2 separate regions of the Mus musculus genome follow, and region 2 is linked to region 1. The links are chromatin contacts, called in public HiChIP or PLAC-seq maps. All regions are on one chromosome and are shown on one strand. Each heading gives the region's core, a stretch centred on a gene start, on an enhancer-like site or on the middle of the called end of the contact. The rest is flanking DNA. Distances are from core to core; before and after follow the strand shown. Region 1 overlaps Gm35215 (a long non-coding RNA gene). Region 2 has its middle 25 kb from the start of Gm35279.

Region 1 (3,371 bases), core at 593-3,092:
GTCAGTTGTACTAAGGTCTGAGTGCCTATTAAGCCTTGGGTCCTGTTACAGCACTATTGGGCTTGACATCCACAGTGAACACAAGTGTGCTGTCTTCTTTCTTGACTGAAGGGGACCTTGATGATAGCATAGTACTCACGTTTGTTTTTCCTGGGCTCTCTTTCCAAGGTATGTGTGCTGCCTTCAGAGCTTCGGACTCTTGGACCACTGGAAGGTGGGTGACATGCAGGGTTTCTCTCTGTGTCTGCCAGCACCGCCTCCTTGGCTTCCAGGGCCTTTGGCTTCAGCTTTGGGAGGGCCGCAATGTTAAGACCAATAAAATGGCTCATCTGGTAAAGATGCTTCCTACCCAACCTGACAGCTTGACTCTGTTCCCTGGCCCCACGTGGTGGAAACAGAGTTTGACCCAATCCCACAAGTTATCTAAGGGCACCGATATACAGAGACACAGTGAATGTGTGTAATGAGACAGTGTTAGCTCAGCCGTAGACATCTAAATGCTTTCTTATGTCTTAGTCGAAAAGGAAAGGATAGGCCAAGAGCACCAGAGGCAAAGTCTACACAGGCCCTCATTATATAGAGAAAGACCCGAAGGGGTGAACAACTGGGTCAGGATCCAACTGGACTGGAACCCAAGTGTAATTTCTTATTTTCATCCTGGAATATGGATTTAGGCGCCCACTTTTCTTCCAAAGTAGTTGCTTTAAGGACAAAAAGGGAGGGAGGGGAGGAGGGGGGAAAGAAGAGAGAAGGGAAAGGAGAAAGAGTGGGAGGAAGGGAGGGAGCAAGGGAGGGAGGGATAGATGGACATAGAGCACTAAAGTTGTGTAGATCTTGCCCTTGTCTGGAGATGAAGTGTATAAAAGTGCTTTCGGTGGGAGCCAGGCTGTTAGAACACTGTTTGGACCATCAGCATCCCATGGTTTCATTAAAGACATCGTAACTCAGACCTGAGAGATACACTGCTAATGGATCATCACTGACTCGTCTGAGCCCTAATGGGGATTTCCGCTCTATAACTGCCTTTTGAGGAGAGACATGAGGTATCGAGGTCTCTTCTGTCTGTCTAGCTGATTCCTTTCTTACCACAGTCCTCAGGGCTCTGGTCTAGAGTGTGGAGCTGTCTGGAGATTTCTGCTAGTAGGGGTGAACTGGACATTGTATACTGGGTGTTCCAGTAGTTGCTGGCATCCATAGTATATTTGCTTTTTCACATCTAAATCTGCTGGTCATGGTGGCAGTGAATGCGCTTGATCCCAGCCCTCAGGAGGCTGCGTGGGTCTCTGTAACTCTACATAGTGAATTCCAGGACAGCCAGGGCTATACAGTGAGACACTGTCTTGAAACAATACAAACAAAAAACAATAATAAAAATCTACAGCCGGGCGTGGTGGCACACGCCTTTAATCCCAGCACTCGGGAGGCAGAGGCAGGCGGATTTCTGAGTTCAAGGCCAGCCTGGTCTACAAAGTGAGTTCCAGGACAGCCAGGGCTACACAGAGAAACCCTGTCTCAAAACAAAACAAAACAAAACAAAACAAATAAACAAACAAAAAATCTGCAGCACATTTTTGTCAATTGATTAATCAATCAATCACTTTTTGTGGTTCTGGGGATCAACCCAGTTCCTTATACATGTTGGGCAAACACTCTTCCATTGAGCTCCATAGCTCGAGCCCTTAACTGCGTTTCTCTTGCAAGAGTGCCCCTTGGAGACTTAAGAGAGAGCTCAAAGTCCATTCTTGGAAGAGAAACTAATAGGACAGAATGTCATTCTGGAGAAGCTACCAGATAACAGGAGTGACCCTCTGGGACGCAGTGATAACAAGACAATGACTGCATTTGTGGAGCAGTAATGGCCCCCCAGGAGGCCAATCCCAGGGAGAAGCAGGTTTCTCAGAGGCTATAACATGTAGGTGTGTGGTTTCCCTAACTTGGCTGTTAAAGAAACGTGGCCTTCGTGTGCACTTCTGTGGTCTATGGACTTCTGCTTACGCCTTCGTTATTCACTGCACAGCTATTTATTGGCTGTTGATCAAGCGCTGGAGCTAGGCTAGCTGCACAGGTACATAGATGGTTAACAGTCTGCCCTTAAGGACAAAACTACAGGGAGTTAAATATTAACAAATCTAGTGGTGAGGAAAAAAAATTTAAAAAAAAAAGAGGAGAGGAAGTGGTGGTGGAAAAAAATAGAAGCTGGAAGCACGGGCTTCCATGAATGTTTTAAATGCCTCGAATCAAACAAACATAACAAAAACAAACAAACAAACAAAACAACGAGAGAAGAAAGAAAACAAGAGACAGGGGAAATTCCTTGAAGGGAATTTGACAGCTGAAGGAACAGCATTTTGAATTTGTCAGACTTTAGAGAAAGCGAAGGCCTTGCAGCAATCACTAGGGAGCAAAAGTGCACGGAGAACAGGCCAACCAGGAAAGAGCTGCCTGTAGCAGATGTACAGCTTGCTCTTTATGCGGGTCCCAAACAACTGGAGTGGGGGTGGGGTGGGGTGGGAGTGGGGGCTACCCCAGGAGCTGTTGCCTGTAACTGGTATATGTTCTTTTAGCGGGGCTGCCTTGTCTAGACTTAGAGTGGGAGAGAATGCACCTAGCCCTGCTGAGACTTGATGCCAGGGTAGGGGGATACCCAGGGGCCCCCACACACTCAGGAAACAGGAGGAAGGATGGAGGAGGGATTGTGGGAGGAGGGTGACCGGGAGGTGAGGCAGTGAGCAGGATGTAAAGTGAATAAGTAAAATAATAATAATAATAATAATAATAAAATTTTAAAAGTTTTTAGTTGCAATTACATACATCCACATTGAAAGCAACAGTACAGTAATATGTGACATTTAATATGCTTAAGGGCATGTCATAAAATTATGAAGAAGCCACACAAGATCACAGAGGCATCACCACTGTCAATATAGATTGATGCAATAAAGTAATTTAAAGAGTGACTTAGGATTAGAAATCAAGAACAGAATAGCATGCATGCCCTATTGCAACTAAGAATAAGTCAAGTTTCGGTCTTTAATGCTATAGCAGTTATCACGTAGGGTGTTATCCATGCATAAAGGACCTTTTCCTTTAGGGAGGTTTAAGCATTGGTCCCTGGACTTAGACTCAAGGTCATACACATGCCAGGCTAGTCACTACCACTGAACTATCTCCCCAACCCTCATTCCATATTTTTGAGACAGTCTCACTAAGTTGCCCAGGCTGGACTTGAATTTACTCCGAAGCCAAGGTAGATCCTGACCTAGTGATGTTCTTGCCTCCTGAGTCTCTGGGATGAGGCCTATACTACCAGACCAGTGTTATTTTTTCAATCCATGAACATGTAAGTATACAGTGGCTTCATCTTCAAAGCA
Region 2 (3,371 bases), core at 583-3,082, 77 kb after region 1:
ACAGCATGATAATGTTACCTGACAGTTTTAAAATGTAAGAAAGAAGCAAACACTGTGGGTCTTGCTGCTCTTGTGTTATATTATGAGTGAAAGGTTTTTGGGGCTGGAGAGACAGCTCAGTAGTTGAGAGTATTAGCTGCTTTTCCAGAGGACCAAGGTTCGGTTTCCAGCACTCACACAGTGGCTCAAAACCATATATAACTCCAGTCCCAGGAGATAGAGTGCCTTCTCTGGCTTCCGTGGGCACAGGGCATACATGTGACTTAGAAACACATGTTCAGGCAAAGTGCTCATTTACATAAAATAAAAATAATTAAAATGTTAAAAAAATGTTTTGACTGTGTCATCTGCTCACTCAAAAGTGCTGCTTCAACTTTTCAGCTTAGTGACACCAGGCCTGGATTTCCATGGGAGAGAGTTATCCACTTACTGAATTATTTAATTCCTCCCAATTGCACAACATTCCTTCTTTCTTTCTTCCTTCCTTTCTTCCGTTCTTTTCTTTTCTTTTCTTTTCCTTTCCTTTCCTTCCTTTCTTCTCTTTCTTTCTTTCTTTCTTTCTTTCTTTCTTTCTTTCTTTCTTCCTTCCTTCCTTCTTTTCTTTCTTTCTTTCTTTCTTTCTTTCTTTCTTTCTTTCTTTCTTTCTTTCTTTCTTTCTTTCTTTTTCTCTATGGAAAGTGAGATTGGGAAACAGCCAGAAAAAGCAAATCACCCCTGATGAATGAAGTCTGCAGTCACTGGCAAAAGCCACTCAAGTCCTTTTCACCACCCCACCCCACCCACCCCACCCTATCCCACCCCACCCCACCCCCATTCCTTCTGCATGTTAGTTGGTCACAGCTGATATCCTAGGACATTTCCCCTCTCTCCCCTGGGCTTAGAAGACCAGTGGGCTTAATGCTTTCTTTTTAATGGTTTGTCAGCGAGTACCAGTACCGGATAGATGCTCTTCCTCCCCTTGGAGGCAGAGTAGCTAATGAAGGTTGACAAAGGCCTCTGGTTGAATCCTGGGACTGATGCTGACGGCGGCACACCCCACAGACCCCAGCAAACTGATTTTTATTGACAGTCTCTTCACCTAACAAACTAAGAGTCTGAGATTTAAGCACTTTCTAAATCGTTAAATAAATAATTTTTTGTTTTCCTGATAGAACATTTTGGTAGTTTGTCTTAATTAAACACAGCTACCAGCTTCCTGGATGGCTTCATTGATTTTTTTTTTCTTCAATTTATAAAAGGTCTCTTTCTAAAATGGAATATAATGTATGTGTCTTTTTGTAACCTCCTCCCCTTCCCCCATCAGGAAACCTCAACAACATAGGAGACTTGGGTGCTCATGATTAACCCTTCAGTTTCGTGTTGTCACGGGATGGGCGGAAAAGGGTTACAACAGAATCCATCTAGAAACAGTCTGCTCTAACTAAGCCAAGGCTGGTGTTGTTGCCTTGGTAAACTTTATTGCAAGCTCTCTCTAGGTTATGCCACAAGGGATGTGTAACGGAAGCCCCGTATTCAAGCTCCTCTTGGAAAAAAAAAAAATCCATTAAAAGGGCCAAACCCGGCAATAAATCGTAGGGGCATTTGTGCCGGAGCCATTTGTGCTGGAGCCGTGAAACGATACCAATAACTCCATGGTAACAAACTAAAGGGACAATAAGGGGAATTCACTGGGCTTCCCACCCCCCTCACTTTTTGGATGTATTCTGCTACTTTTAATTGAAACTTATCAGAGACACAATGTGCCACGTGACAGCTGCTTGCTCACAGTGGTTATCTCTACCCTTGGAGCTCATGGAGTGATCCTGTGTCACGTGCCCCTGCTCCCTGTGTCCAAGGCTCCCTCTCCGCCCTCAGAGCAGCCTCCGCCCTCAGAGTAGCCTCCGGGAATAGAGGAGGGGAGGAGAGGAGCTGACACTGAAAGGCCCCAGGCCTCAGTCCCTCACGCCTGAAATCCCTCTTAGTTACCCTCCTTGCTGTTTCTTGCCAGACTTACAAAGAAGACAGGTTTCTGTGTTTTACCCTGGACCTACAGTCAGCCTTTAGAAATTCATGGACTTTCTGGATAAGGAGGTCTCTGAGGTTTATCCAGGCTCCTGAGATCCTGTTGCTTCCATAGACCTGTGTCACCTCTGATTTTCCTTCCTATTGTGTGGAGAAGCAGAACTGGCAGTGTCTGTCTGTCTGGGCTTCTTTCTTGTTTTTCTGAGACAGTGTCTTGTAAGATATCCCAGGCTGGCTTCAAAGCTGTGATCCTCCTGCCTCAGCCTCCTGAGTACACACCTTCACCCCTAGCTTGGTATTTAAAAAATTAACTTATTTATTCACTTTACATCTCAATACATAGCTTGATATTTTTTTATCTTTAAAAACATATTTAGCAGGGCATGGCGACGCACGCCTTTAATCCCAGCACTCGGGAGGCAGAGGCAAGCGGATTTTTTAGTTCGAGGCCAGCCTGGTCTACAGAGTGAGTTTCAGGACAGCCAGGGCTACACAGAGAAACCCTGACTCAAAAAACAAAACAAAACAAAACAAAACAAAACAAAACAAAACAAAAACCCTGTCTCAAAAAACAAAACAAAAAACCACCAACAACAAAACAAATAAAAACATATTCAAATTTTTTTGTGATTTTTCTTGTGGGGCAATTAACATCTCAACAATAAAGAGAATAAAAGAGAAAGCCCCCAAGTCATGTCGCCTCTGATCAGCTGTTGTCATTTTCGAGGTTTCTAGCTGCCCAGGAGAGATAATGGAGCGATGGTGTGTGTCCACAGTTGATAACCAGAGCTGAGCAGCTTGCTCTTGCTTTTACATTTGTCTTGTTATTTCTTCCATGGATTGAAGTGGTTTTAGAATGGAAAGGGACCAGTGAGAAGAAACAACTTGCCAGCTTCTTCCTCCTCCTGCCTCCCCACTTGCAGGGAGTGTCTATCAGTCAAGCCGCCTTAGAGGTCAAAGTCACCTGTTGAGGAATTTGGAGTCTTCCTGGCAGCCCTGGGACTACTCTGCCCCTCTGATCTTACAACAGTGCAGAAATAAACCGCTATCATGTTTGGCAACAACAGCAGAATTGTGTGAAGTTATGAGTGTGGTTGCAGGACCCAGTCTACCCGGGGCCATTTCCAGCTCTATAAGCTGCTAACACGAGAAGTCGTTTAAGCGTCTGACACAGTTTTCACACCCGAAGTGGGCACACCATCACCTTTCTCAGTGGGTTGCTGTGAACACTGAGTGGCCATGTCATATCAAGTCTTTAGATAATTTATGGTAGACAGCAGGCACTCAATAATGGTAACTATTGTAACAGGTGCTTAGCATGCATTTACATGCAATTATTAAACATCTAAGATACAGTGATGATTAAACCC

Evidence for each region. HiChIP or PLAC-seq counts read pairs in DNA pulled down with a chosen protein or histone mark.
Region 2: an H3K4me3 HiChIP or PLAC-seq map of intestinal villus epithelium shows a contact between it and region 1, with 8 read pairs. The contact joins two enhancer-like sites. A contact is called at or near these places in 1 of 15 datasets of contacts at CTCF or cohesin (the NIH/3T3 cell line), 6 of 484 Hi-C or Micro-C datasets (embryonic stem cells, granulocytes, granulocyte-monocyte progenitors and 2 more), 11 of 115 datasets of contacts at active chromatin or transcription factors (acute myeloid leukemia, bone marrow-derived macrophages, embryonic stem cells and 5 more) and 1 of 9 other capture datasets (embryonic stem cells).

What each region holds. Positions count from the first base shown.
Region 1 is chr13:98,940,154-98,943,524 of GRCm38.p6, forward strand. Gm35215 (a long non-coding RNA gene) reads right to left here. Exons shown (of 3, transcript XR_382807.2): 2 at 140-287. Among named protein-coding and RNA genes, the nearest start is that of Gm35215, 4.1 kb to the right of the region's middle. Within about 2 kb of position 1,843, at least 40 of the 459 cell types and tissues checked have an H3K27ac peak or open chromatin away from gene starts, as enhancers often do. A contact at or near this core is called in extraembryonic endoderm stem cells and intestinal villus epithelium, where this site is marked.
Region 2 is chr13:99,017,264-99,020,634 of GRCm38.p6, forward strand. No RefSeq gene overlaps it. Among named protein-coding and RNA genes, the nearest start is that of Gm35279, 25 kb to the left of the region's middle. Within about 2 kb of position 1,833, at least 67 of the 459 cell types and tissues checked have an H3K27ac peak or open chromatin away from gene starts, as enhancers often do. A contact at or near this core is called in extraembryonic endoderm stem cells and intestinal villus epithelium, where this site is marked.